Regions from separate parts of the Sus scrofa genome. Here region 1 is linked to region 2. The links are chromatin contacts, called in public HiChIP or PLAC-seq maps. All regions are on one chromosome and are shown on one strand. Each heading gives the region's core, a stretch centred on a gene start, on an enhancer-like site or on the middle of the called end of the contact. The rest is flanking DNA. Distances are from core to core; before and after follow the strand shown.

Region 1 (6,503 bases), core at 1,601-4,100, 130 kb before region 2:
GGAGAAAAGAAATTTCTGTCATTTCACTAGCATATGGGTGGCACTCTTTTAAATGTAGTAAGGTGAAAAGGCTATATTCATCCTCTATGAAGTTCTTTTAATCTCAATTACCCTCTTAACATCGTCATCCTCTGGGTCGCTTTCTTGGCGTGATTCTCTCCGAGTCCGACGCTCCCCGCCCAGCCTGACAAAGGAAAGAGAATTTAGAAGGAGCAATAAAAACTTTGATCTCTTTTACCTCTCAAGATGGTTAAGTTTTTGTAGTAAAAGACAGAAAAATAGTACAAATTGAGTATTTTCCCAATCTTATTCTTCTCATGACCTTTGTTAAAACTGCTGTTATTGTTAGTGAAAAGTTGAGTTTTAAGTGATATTGGCTGTCTCAGTTCCATCAGATACCAAGGGAACAGACTCGGGAAAGGGTATACTACTCAATTCTAATAGAGCCCTTACACAACAATATTTAATAAATATTTATGCTACCTCAGAAAGTGAAACATACAAGTTTGCTTTCAGAATCTTTTCATTCAACATACCTACTGACTGCCCCTTCAAGGTCTCTCTGTTTGGCTGGGGGTCCTCCTCCACTATCTGAGAATCCACGCCTGCAATATAAATGTCCAACATTATAAACACGTAAATGTATTTATATGAGAGAGTATTTCCATTTAGGGAACAGAATTTAGTTACAAATTAAAAAAAACAAAAACAAAAACCCTCCTAATTAAAGTAACCTTAGGGGCTCTTCTCCCCCTTCCCAACAACCCTGGGAGCTGTTTGCTTTATTTTTTTTATTTGTTTTGCTTTTTGGGCTGCACCTAGAGCATATGGAGGTTCCCAGGCTAGGGGCTGAATGGGAGCTACAGCTGCTGGCCTAAGCCACAGCCACAGCAACATCAGATCTGAGCTGTATCTGCGACCCATACCACAGCTCATGGTTCCTTAACCCACTGAGCAAGGCCAGAGATGGAACCTTCAACCTCATGGTTTCTAGTCAGATTCGTTTTTGCTGTGCTACGACAGGAACTGCTATTTACTTTCCTTTAATAAAGACTCTGCTGGAGTTCCCATTGTGGTGAAGTGGTTAACGAATCTGACTAGGAACCATGAGGTTGCAGGTTTGATCCCTGGCCTTGCTCAGTGGGTTAAGGATCCAGCGTTGCAGTAAGCTGTGGTGTAGGTCACAGACTCGGCTTGGATCCCACGTTGCTATGGCTCTGGTGTAGGCCAGTGGCTATAGCTCTGATTAGACCCCTAGCCTGGGTACCTCTATATGCCTCAGCAGCGGCCCAAGAAATGGCAAAAAGACCAAAAAAAAACAAAAACAAAAACCCAAAAAACTTTGCTTGCTTAAAAATAAATAAATAAATAAAGTAATCTTAAATGGTCATTTATCCCCAAATGCTTTTATAGCGCTTCTTTTACAACTATGGGAATAGGAGTTCCTGTTGTGGCACTGCGGCTGCGAGTCTGACTGGGAATCAATAGGTTGCGGGTTCGATCCCTGGCCTCGTTCAGTGGGTTGGGGACCTGACGTTGCTGTGAGCTGTGGTGTGGGTCGCAGGTGCAGCTTGGATCTGATGTGGCTGTGGTGTAGGCTGGCAGCTGTGGCTCCAATTGGACCCCTAGCCTGGGAACCTCCATATGCCATGGGTATGGACCTGAAAAGAAAAAAAAAAAAACAAAAAACAAAAAAAAAAAAACAAAAACCTATGGGAATAAATTGTTTGCACATAACTGGTACAGTCACTTCAATCTCTAGTTTGGAGTGTAAAGTTCCTGGATAACTATACAGAAAACTACATACAGCTCATCACATCTTCAAACTACGGAAATATCTCTAACGTTGACTCTACCACAAAATTTGTTTAAACCGATGCCTTAATTTAGTTAGTATAGTAAGTACCAACAGTCTTAACATGTGAATTAAATCCTAAGGAAATCTTACCTCAGCAATAAACTACCACGTCCTCTACCTCCACCAGGACCAGACAGGGCCAGCAATCTGGCTTGGATGGGCCTACAAAATATTTACAAATCAGTACAAAAATCGTATCTAACAGCACCAAACACCTTAAGGATGAGGTTCATCATCAAAAGAAAATAACCAGGAACGTTCTAATCTGACGGTTTCAAATCCACGTGTTTCAAACAGGACAGGAAGTACTGCATTAACTTCCTTGTTTTTCCAAGATCAGTACCACCGAAATTGTATTTACCTCGCTGCCAGTACACATTAACAAGCTGGGGTCAGGCCCGAATTTCGCCACCCCAGAGGAAGTTGCATGAAGCGGGGGACAGCGTCCCGGGAGGGTCTCCGGACCAGTGCCGAGTCAGGCGGCCCCAGGAGGAGAAAGGCTTTGTGCTGCAGTTCCGGGCCTACAGGGCCGAGGGCGGGAATCGGCAGTCCCGGCCTTCCCTCAGGACAGGAAACCATTCCGACGCACCCCGGCCCCGCTCTCGCTCCTCACACCTGAGCCCCAGGACTTAGGGTGGCGGTCTCGGAAACTCCCACCTCACGGAGGACGGGATTCTACTGCTGCCCCGGGAACAGGCCTCGATGTTCCAGCCTTCTCAGGGCTGACCGCTCTCCCCGCCCCCAATTCACCCCGGCTTCACGACTGCATTTCGGAGACGGCAATTTCCTATCCGCCCTTTACCTCACGTCATTCGGATCCCGCCCGGTGAGCTTGCGAATATTCTCATCTACGTTCTTTAGGCTCTCTTTGGCCTTTTCTAGCTGCTCCTGCAAAGTTCTCACTGCGACCGCCATCTTCTCCCTGCGGCAGGCTTCGAGACTGCTCTACAGGCCGCGCCTGGCTGTGTCGCGCCGCGAAACGCGAGAGGACTGACAGCTGGCCTCAGCCAATGACAATAGGAGTTGTATTTCGGCCTTAACCATTCAGCAACCGGAAGGGGGAGAAGCTGCCGGCCCTTGAGACTCCGGGCCAATGAAAAGTCGACCAGGCGGTTGTCTCCCTCTCCAGTTAGCCGCGGGTGGCTGGGCTCCGCTTCTAGCGCAGAGTCGGGGCGGGTTTGAGAGTCCCTAGGTCCTCCGAGACGTGCGCTTGCGGCCGTGCTCGTTTGGCCAGGAGAGCGGAGCTTTCTAGCCCTTTTAACCCGTATATGACGTGCCTTTTTTCATTTTACCACCTAATCGCATTAGAGTAGAGCGGAAGCGAGTCTATTTTCCCATCTTCCCCGGTAAATGATTTTCTAAGGACAGGGTGCGGCCATTCTGTTGGTGCGCATGCCCAGAGAGGGGGTGGGCGGGTCGGCTCCCTTAATGAGGTTAAACCGTAAAGAGCACCGCAAAGCAAAGAATGAAGACGGAAAGATTATTAATCGTAATAGATAACATTTACTTTGTTCTCTACACCGTGAAACACTTTATGTGCCTTGTCCCCCACAAACCAAAAGCTTAAATAAAATCTCTGTTATTACTGATACGGAAGTTGAGTCTGGAGATACTGTAATTGTCCCTAGGTCATGCCGGCCTGGGGTCTTCCTATGATCAGACCCTGGGCAAGGATGTACTACAAGAAAAAAGCGATGGCGAGGCAGGCATTAGCTTCTACACCCGGCCTAATGCTCGTTGGTTTAAGACAGGGTCCGGGAGAGTAGCCCTATTGTTTGTGTCCTCCACCTTCTGGTTCTGCTTTACCCCTATTGCTGACCTGAGAACCGGTTTTGTTCCAGAAATATATTTGAAAACTGCATCTCAGAAAGCATTTTCGGGAGTTCCCGTGGTGGCGCAGTGGTTAATGAATCTGACTAGGAACCATGAGGTTGCGGGTTCGATCCCTGCCCTTGCTCAATGGGTTAAGGATCTGGCATTGCCGGGAGCTGTGGTGTAGGTTGCAGACCCGGCTCAGATCCCGCGTTGCTGTGGCTCTGGTGTAGGCCGGTGGCTACAGCTCCGATTAAACCCCTAGCCTGGGAACCTCCAGATGCCGCAGGAGCGGCCCTAGAAAAGGCAAAAAAAAAAAAAAAAAAAAAAAAAAAAAAAAAAAAAAAAAAAGGAAGAAAGCATTTTCCTACGGAAGCAATGTTATGAATAATCTTTGTGTTCTCATCCTTTATCCATCAGCCAGTGCATCCTTGCACGAAGCAGGCCAAAAGTATTTAACCCGAGTTACCATTTTACTTCATACCAACAGTCGTTAAAAGCTGTGTTAAGCTAGGCTTCGAAGAAAAAGCATAGAACAAGATAGCTGTGGTTCTTGCTTCCATGTAGTTTGTAGGATTTTCATGGAGCAAATATCATTCATGTTTTCATTAAGTCATTGAACATTTATGGAGTGACTGCTATGTGCTAGGTTTGTGGATAAGTCAGTGTACAATAGAGATATATACCCTCAAGGAGCTTGGTGGCAGGAAGAGTGGAGACAGACGATAAGCATAAGTAAATTACATAAAATGGTAGAAATGGGTTAAGTGCTATACAAAAAAAGAATTAGAGCTGCCAAGACGGATGAGTGTTGATAACTATTTGATTCTGATTATAAGCATACTTAGTCTTATTGATTCTTATTACAATCCTGTGTAGGAAGCATGAGAATGTGGTAATAGTAGATCTTAATCACGAAGTATAACAATGTTTCCATGGGAAGATGCTTTTAGAGTTATCCAAAAAAGTAGGATATATTCCTATTTCCATAGGATCTATTTTTAAGATCCTGGAAAGTTTAACATGGTCTGACTTATGGGGGCCCATCAGTGGAATGCCATGTTCAACATTTACAAATGCTCAATAAATATTAGTTTCCCGTCTAGGCTCCAAAATATCCAAAGAAAACTATGTTATTATGATCTGAGAAATGAACTTTGGAGTTCACGCTGTGCTGCAACAGGATCCGTGGCATCCCAGCAGCGCCAGGACTCTGGATCCCTGGGCTGGCACAGAGGGCCAGGGAAATCCGTATGTTGTAGGGCGGTCAAAAAAAAAAAAGAGAGAAAAACCAACCTTAGTAAGCTGCCTATATGTATATATATACACACACACACACATATATACACATATATGTATATATTTTTGCCTTTAGGGGTGCACCCGTGGCACATGGAGGTTCCCAGGCTAGGGGTCTAATTGGAGCTACAGCTTCCAGCCCACAACACAGCTACAGCAATGCAGGATCCTAGACGTGTCTGCAACATACACCATAGCTCACGGCAACACCAGATTCTTAACCCACTGAGCGAGGCCAGGGATCTAACCTGAGTCCTCACGGATACTAATCAGATTCATTTCCACTGAGCCAGGAGGGCAACTCCTAATTTGTATTTTCTTATTCAAATTAGCATTTCTTTGCGTTCTCCATTCCTCTCGTCCCTTGTACCTACTCCCAGTAAACTTCCTAATGGCTTCTAAATCTTTTTGTATATCCAGGCTTAATCCAAAATGGACAGGAATAATTTCTCAATATATCTAGTATTTATAGCCCCCAAAATGATGACTTACTCTTTTTACGACTTTTCCTATTAAGGAACATGCGGCAGAAATGAAAACTTTTGATTAAGCTAGTAGAAACTCTTGTCAGTTCTAACATAACTAACACAAAGATGGCAGCAGGAGCTCCTCCAGTCTCACTTTACCACCTTCCTCGCCGGCCGCCTACTACGTAGTAACAGGAAGAAGCCTTCCTCTATCTGGGAGCCCTCAGTTCAACCCCGGGAAGAAACTGTAACCATAGAGTTGGCGGAATGCCGGGGTAGAGGGGACCGGAAGTTGTTTTTTCGCCCCCCGCCCAGGGGCCGGATCGCATCTTCGTCGGTTTTGGTTCCCGGTCCTGTCAGACGCTCTAGTTCAGCCCGGGGGCTTGGTGGCCCTGGGGTGCGTTCGCCCCGGAACCAGGCTCACTGCAGTAACAGTCTTCGGGAAGCTGATTGAATTCCTCGTCTCCTAGCAACGAGGAACGAGAGGCGGACTGAAGGAGCGGCCGTGCAGGCCAAACTGCTCAGGCACTAGCAGGAACCCCTGAGCCCGTCCCAAACGGGAGCCGAAAGTCGGTGCTTGGAAGAATAAGCAGGAAATGGCGGACGAGGCGTTGTTTTTGCTTCTGCATAACGAGATGGTGTCTGGAGTGTACAAGTCCGCGGAGCAGGGGGAGGTGGTGAGTGCTGCCACACGCCCTTCGAGGTCCTTTTGCGGTGACGCTCCTTGTTTTCACTCAGTTCTTTCTTTCAACCCCTGACCCATCGCCACTCATCGCCTCCCAAAGTGTAGACAAACTGTTCACCTTCAGGTATCCTAAGCCCTAGAACCTGTCAGCTGTCTTCTATTTTTCCTTCGAGTCTCCTTTTCGTATCTTCTACTATTTGGTACTTTTTTGTCCAGTGCCACATCTGTGTATTGCAGGCCACTGCTTTTCTTAGTTTTGACCCAAGTGTTGTCCCTACCGCAATTTGCGGCAGAGTTAATTGCACAGCTGATTGCGGCACTCCTACTTGATTCTGTCACTTTCAGCACTTCCTAATCGTCTACTGGACAGATCTCTCCCAGC
Region 2 (7,215 bases), core at 4,106-6,605:
AGTTTTAGGGGAGTTCTCATTGTGGCTCAGTGGTTAACGAATCTGACTAGGAACCATGAGGTTGCGAGTTTGATCCCTGGACTTGCTCAGTGGGTTAAGAATCTGGCGTTGCCGTGAGCTGTGGTGTAGGCTGCAGATGCGGCTCGGATCTAGCATAGCTGTGGCGTAGACCAGCGGCTACAGCTCCAATTAGACCCCTAGCCTGGGAACCTCCATATGCCTCGGGAGCAGCCCTAAAGGCAAAAAGACCAAAAAAAAAAAAAAAAAAAAAGTTATATATAGTTTTAAGAATAGGAGTTTAATAGTTCTCAACTTTTTGTCTTCAAACTTTTGATACTGACTGTTTTATCCCCCCCCTTTTCTGCAACATATTCCCTGGACAGGGACTGACTATGAGCTGCAGCTGTGACCTATGCCACAGCTGCAGAAACATGGCACCCATAACTCACTGTGCTGGGCTAGGACTGCACCCACAGTTGTAGAGACAATGCTGGATCCTTAACCCACAGTGCCACAGCCGGAACTCCTCCTCTTTCTTTTGATAATGAGCACATAACCAGTAAATACAGCTATTTTCATTCACAAAGAAAATGTACCCCCCCATTCTTACACAACTGTTTCTCCAACTCACTGGTCTCAATTTGTCCTCTGTAAAAAACAGTAAGTCTAACCTCTCTTCTACAAATCTTTGAATGCAAAGATTTAAAAATAGTCTGATAGTTATTAAAATTAGATTATGTTCAACTTCTAATGGATGATTCCATTTGCAAGTTCACAGAAAGAATCACAGCCAAGGCCAACTGTGATTTTCAAGGCAGCATAAGCAGAAACATTTTCAGGAAGGAAGCTGAAGCCTTATTTTTTGGTTTCAATTTCCCCTAATTAAATGCTTCCTTTTAATGCTAGCCTAAACCATCCAGAGATTTGTATAAAATGGCATGAAAAATTACCATCAATATTTACATACCCCTATTGAAAACAGAACTAGATTTTACTCATCCCTGTTGTCTTTGGTGCTTAACAAACTGGAGAAGGTCTAATAAATGAATATATTCTCTGTAAATGAAATATATTTTGAAAAACTCCTAAAGCACAAAAATTATAAACACAGGAATATTTCTCAATAAGTTATTTATAAACTTGAGCAAAATACCTCTAACATGAATATTTTACAAATAGAGGAATTCAGCTCTCAAAGTAGAAAAACCACTTGGTACGATGATGATGCTTGGTAACTTAACTGTCATAAATTCCATCTGGCCCTACCTTGGGCCAGGGAGATAGACTAAGTAACCTTGTAGGATTTCTTCTGGCACCAAAGCTCTCCATTTATTGCTCTGTTAATTATTAGGCATGGCTCTCAATGGCTAAGGGATCGCTGACCAAAAAAGAATTTTATTCTCAGTTCACCACTTCTAATTCAAAGGTATTCTCTCTAAACTGTGTCACATTTTTCTCCCCTTACTATACACATGGTGTAAACAGCAGCCTTTTCGTAAACTGACATATCATTACCCAAATGGTCTCCAATAGTTAGATGAACAAAGTCAATAAAGGCTAGTCATGCTGAAGAAGGTAGTCTCTTGGAAAATCTGGCTCCAAAAAGTTACTTAACTTCACATTTCTCATTTGGATTAGTAATACCTGGATCTCAAGTTCAATTTTTTTTCCTTTGGCCATGCTTGTGGTATGTGGAAGTATCAGAGCCAGGGATCAAACCCGAGTTGCTGCAGTGACAGCACCAGATCCTTAACCCCCTTTGCCAGAGGATAATTCTTCGATTTTTCTGAATAACATGGTTAAAAAAAGCACATAATTTGGGGACTAGCTGGGATTTGGGGAGTTTTACATAGTCTAGCAATGGTCAGTTTCCAAAGAGATGGGTTACATGGGCCTTGAGGACTTCCTTTTTGTTTACTAGTGCATTTTACTCACCCAAGAGGTTTCAGGAATTGGCAAGGAGAGAGAAGTTTTGACCTTACAAAGTCAGGACTTAAAGTTGTAGATGGAATTTAACCAAGAAAGGTACTAGCAACATCTAAGAACTTAGATATGTGGTAAAGCCATTGCTTATCAGAAGTTCTAACATTATAGAATGCACTAGCCTTGTGACCACATAAAATGCTAATTAACTTCTACCTGGTGTGCACATCCTTGTTGAAAGGTATGTAATTTATTCCAATCTTTTTCTTTAGATTGGTCAGTCACACTGTGGAAATAAATTCAGCACTCTTTTAGAGATCACTTTATGATAAAATTTAGTTTTTAAAAATGTCAATTATTTATTGGTCTAGTCTCTTCATTCCTATTTTCTCTTCTGATGATCTAACCTACACATTACTTCTAGTTTATTTTCCAAATGGAACTGTGTTATTTTGCTCTAAATATTTAGTGTTTCTCCACTGTCTAGCAAATTAAGTACTAACTACAGCATGGCATTAAATAAATTCCATAAAAACAGCCCTAATCTATCTTTCCCAATTTATTTCCTTGTACTTCTCCCATATATAGCCACAAGCTTAGTTCTCTTGTAGGCCCAAATTCTTAGGCAACAGTGGATTACTACTGGTTACTATAACTAAGGCATAGGAAAAGAGAATAGCCAGTTCTCTATTCCCAGAGAGAGGCTGAGAGGTGAACCTTGCTCAAGCATCTTTCTGAAACAGATTTGATCTGTCATGCTCTCACTTAAAATCCTTAGATTTAGGAGTTCCTGTCATGGCTCAGTGGAAACGAATCTGACTAGTATCCATGAGGACACAGGTTCAACTCCTACTCCCACTCAGTGGGATCAGGGGTTGCTGTGAGCTGTGGTGTAGGTTGCAGATCTGGCATGCCTGCGGTGTAGGCCAGAGGCTACAGCTCTAATTTGACCACTAGCCAGGGAATCTCCTAAAATCTTACAGGTATCTCAAAATACAATTTATACTCATCATTGTTTTGAAAATACAAAATCAGTCCTGCTGCCAAATATTATTTAATGTGTAGTTAAGCACATATGTAACTACATCTCTTATCTGTTTTAATATTTTTAAAACTTTCAATGAAAAAGATCTCACTTATGTTTTTATGTATTTTATTTTATATATTTAAAAACATTATTCTTATTCTGAGATAGGATCCACAGGTCAGGCTGACCAAGTGGTCCATGACACAAGAGAAATTACTTTTACTTTTGGTATTTAGACCTATTAATTGCTCATAGTAAATATAACCTAAACACTTGAGCATGGAATTCAAAGTTCATTATCTGTTCACATCCACTTTATCATCTTTATCTCCGTCCTACCCCTACTTTTCATACTAAACCCTAGTATTTTAGACAATAGTGACCTTCTCTTATCTGGTAGCAGATAGACAAGTTTTTTAATTAACCACAGTTAATACAGTAGCACGGACTAGCTAGGGCTTTGCCTTATACAGACCTTATCTGTCTGCCAAGTGAATTCTTCTAAAGGTTTGTTTTCCCTAATACTGTGAAGTCCTAATAGGGCTGAAACTTAAATCTTTCTCATTCCTAACTTAAATGGTTGATGAAATAAATAATAAAAGGCAGATTCTAAATTGGCAAGGCACTGTATATAGTAATCTCTATGGGAGTGAAGTCAGTCTTTGAATCTCATCAATTGGCTTAACTCTGATCTTGTGGGGGATAGAAATGAGGATTCCCCTGAGCTCTAAGGCTGGATCCCCAGCTGATAAAACTTGGACAGAAGGAAAAGACAGAGGAAAGAGCAGTAACCGAAATGGGCCTGATTAAGACTGAAGGATGAAACTGTGCTAAAGAGAAAGCAGGAGTGACTCCTCCCATTACCCAGAGTAGTTATTCAAAACTTTCAAGGGTCTCATGCCATCCTGAACTCTCATCAAATGACTCCCAACTTAACATTACAGCGCCAACTACATCAACCTTCTGCCTTCCCCTACTTCCCAAACTTTCCTTTGCTATAGTTTGGTGGTTCTCAACCTGCAGCATTGGAGTCACCTCAGGAACTTTAAAAAAACAAAAACAACCAAAACTGATGCCTGGATTTGTTTAATTGGCCTCAGGTGGAGCAACTTCATTTGTTTTACTTTTTTCTTTCCTTTTTGGAGCTGCACCCGTGGCACATGGAAGTTGCCAGGCTAGTGATCGAATAGGAGCTGCAGCTGCTGGCCAATGCCATAGCCACACCAGATGCCAACTGTGTCTGTGACCTACACCACAGCTCATGGCAATCCTGTATCCTTAACCCACTGAATGGCGGAAGGGATTCAACTGCATCCTCATGGAGGGCAGTAGGGTTTATTACTGCTGAGCCACAATGGGAACGCCTGGTTTTACTTTTTAAAAGAATCCCAGGTGACTCTAATGTGCATACAAGATTTAATTCCACTACCGCTCCTGGTTCTGTAAATTACCCACTCTCACTCATAAACTGTCCACATCTTGGTTATGGTACACTTCATAACCACCTTAAAAGAAAACACTGTTCTGGCCCACACGCTTGTCCCTCACCTCATTACTTTATAACTCTTTATTACTCAAAGAGTGAGTAACTTACGCCACGTGGTTTTCGCTAACTGTATTCTATTCCTCTTTTTATTTCAGCGCCAGTACTGTCAAAAATATTTTTGTACCCATCATTCCCTCTGCTTCTATCTCTTATACCGCTTTAACCAGCTACTGCTCATTAGCTTTCTAACACAAATTAAGAGTGACCCAGAGGGTTTCCTCAAGTCATACACAATCAGGTGGTCCCTCTTCTACGCTCAAAGAATACCTTGTGCTTTTTTTTTTTTTTCTATTATAATTTTACTTTACTATCACGGAGGATTCTCTCATCGTCTCCAACATACTTCGAAACACTTGAGACTATTTCATTTGCTTCTGACTTTCTGGAGTCTAATGCACGGAAAGTGCTCAGTAAAAAGTCTGAGGGATGAAAAGAAAGAAGTACTAGGAAACGGAGGTCCGGGGCGGGGAAATGCTGGGGAAAGGGCGTGTGTGTGTGGAAACGGGGGCGGGAGGGGGGGGCGCTAAGGAGGCGGCGCTAAGAATTTTGAGCCAGAATTGGGGAGTGGGTGTGGAGACGCTAGAACTGCGTGGGCGGCAAAACGATCTCCTGCCCAGACACACCGACCGACAAACCGAAGTGGGGAGGAGGCTTCTTACCTGCCTCGGGCCTCACCTCCCCAGCCAGCCTTCAGGCACCTCGGTATTGGCCGGAAAGCGAGAGCTGCAGTCGTAAACCCAGAGTTTTCTAGCCCAACATTGCGACATCCCTCTCTAGAAGAGATAAAACCTAAGGCAGAGTTCCCAACTCTGCCGTAAGGTGAGGAAGAAAAGTTTGGGCGGGGCCGCCTGAAGCGGACGAAATGGGGCGTGTCCACGCAAGCGCATGCTGTACTTGCTGGCGGCATCACGTGCGGGGGCGGAGTCGGGCGAGCAGGCTGGCTCCCGAGGGCGGTAGGGGGCGTGGGAGGTAAGTGCGCGCGCGCTTGCTCTTCTGCAGCTGAGGAGTCGTGCGGGGCGGGGCCGCGTGCGCGGGGTCGGGGGCGCGCGGGCCCGAGCGGACTGGTACGTGGTGGCGGTTGACTGTGGCTGCTGAGTGAACAGCAAGGGTGGTGAGAGGCGGCGGTGGAGGCACCCGCGACACCCGCAGAGGCGGCAGTAGCGGTTGAGGCGGCGACTGAACGCGTGGTCTCAGGGCGGGTGCGGCCGGGGATGTGCCTGCCCAGGCCGGGCGGAGTCTCTCTGACAGGGCGGGGGATGCGCGGCGGCCGCTCGCCCGGACCCTAAGGCAGCTGGGCCCACCCTCCCGGAGCCGTCCGACCCTTGGTGATCTTGGCCTCTGCTGTCTCCTCCGGCCTGACCCTGGGGCCGAGTTTGGGAGGCGGCTTCCGCCGAAGAGGAGGGGGCTGCGGTGGCCACCGCGGCGGAGCCCGAGGTAAGACCCGCCCAAGCCGCCCAGCGGCCCTGCCGCCCAGCCCGGCCCACGTCTCGGTCTCTCTCTTTGGCTCCTGCGGGGCCGCCCCGCCCCGCCCCAGCGGAGACGCCCCGCGAGCTAGTCTGCGCTGGAGCCTCCCTGACACCCGATCGCTGCCCCGGGTACCCAGTGGACCCCACCCATCGTGTATTCCTTTGGCCAGGCACCATTCCGGCGCTCCAACCTCTCCTGGTGTTAGTCTCGGGCCTCTCACCCCATCACACCCCACTAGAACCCTCTTCGGACTCTCGTAGTACTCTTAAATGGGGCCTCGAGACTGTTGCATCCTCCTGTGAGCTGACCCAATCACAGTTCCTCAGATCCGTTTACGCTTGCCCTCTAAACCCATTGCGACCCCCAGCTCCAAGGCAGATCCATCGCTGCCCACTCCTCTTCCTAGCGGACCTGCTCACCGCCTAGCTGAAGCTCTTCCCTTACTCAACTCGTCTTTCAGATAGTCTATTTCATGATGCTCTTACTTCCCAAGAAATCTGGTGTCAGCTCCTCTTTAGACACCAGCAGCGGCCTCTTCTTCTAGACCTCCTTTCCTTAGGCAGACCTTAATATCTTTCTCCGAGGTCGTGATCCTTTCTTTGGTTGAAAGGGCTTTGCCGTGAAATCCTGAAGGCATTTTGCTTAGCCTAGTGTTTTCCCCCCAGCGGGGCTAAGGGGACCAATTGACACTCATGTTTGGAGGTTTAGTCTCCGGGCTTTAGAAAGAGGGAGATGGAAGATCATGGAAGCCCAGGGCAGGCGGTGTGTGCTATTGTAAGGTCACACAGCCTGCTTCTCATCTTCTGTAGAATGTGTGGGGTAGTACAGATCTGACATTTTAGGGACTTCTGGAAGGGTTAATTAACACAACAGTAATGAATGTCTCCATGTGGTATCATTTGTTTCACCTTCTTGTAGATTTTTACAGCTCTTTTGCACTGCTTTTGAAGGATAGCAAGATACTTTTTTTTTTTTTTTGAATTTGCTGTTTTAGAATTTGCTGGGAAAGTAAGATTTGTAGTTTTCCTTAATTTCTGAAGATTTTGATGTCAGTTTAATAATAAAATTCTGCTACCTGGTGCTGCTGACTTGCTTTTTCAAGAGGCAGGTACAGTTATCATTGCAGTGTTCACCAATGTCATTATCAACAGCCTTATTAGCAGTAGTTAAACAGTAAAACATAGTTTGTTGAACTCCTGAGCTGTCAAGAAGGAAATGTAATTTTACACCAGATGATCACTGCATAATTTTA

Evidence for each region. HiChIP or PLAC-seq counts read pairs in DNA pulled down with a chosen protein or histone mark.
Region 1: an H3K27ac HiChIP or PLAC-seq map of alveolar macrophages shows a contact between it and region 2. The contact joins the promoter of PNN here to the promoter of SENP8 in region 2. A contact is called at or near these places in 5 of 47 Hi-C or Micro-C datasets (heart right ventricle, liver, skeletal muscle and 1 more) and 1 of 2 datasets of contacts at active chromatin or transcription factors (alveolar macrophages).

The regions. Positions count from the first base shown.
Region 1 is chr1:169,721,996-169,728,498 of Sscrofa11.1, reverse strand. It overlaps PNN (pinin, desmosome associated protein), which reads right to left and starts at 2,850. Exons shown (of 9, transcript NM_001244231.1): 1 at 2,661-2,850; 2 at 1,949-2,020; 3 at 537-605; 4 at 112-184. The coding sequence starts at 2,773. It overlaps TRAPPC6B (trafficking protein particle complex subunit 6B), which reads left to right and starts at 5,717. Exons shown (of 6, transcript XM_013993366.2): 1 at 5,717-6,113. The coding sequence starts at 6,033.
Region 2 is chr1:169,594,956-169,602,170 of Sscrofa11.1, reverse strand. It overlaps SENP8 (sentrin-specific protease 8), which reads right to left and starts at 5,355. Exons shown (of 2, transcript XM_013992369.2): 1 at 5,156-5,355. It overlaps MYO9A (unconventional myosin-IXa), which reads left to right and starts at 5,400. Exons shown (of 44, transcript XM_021100912.1): 1 at 5,400-5,465.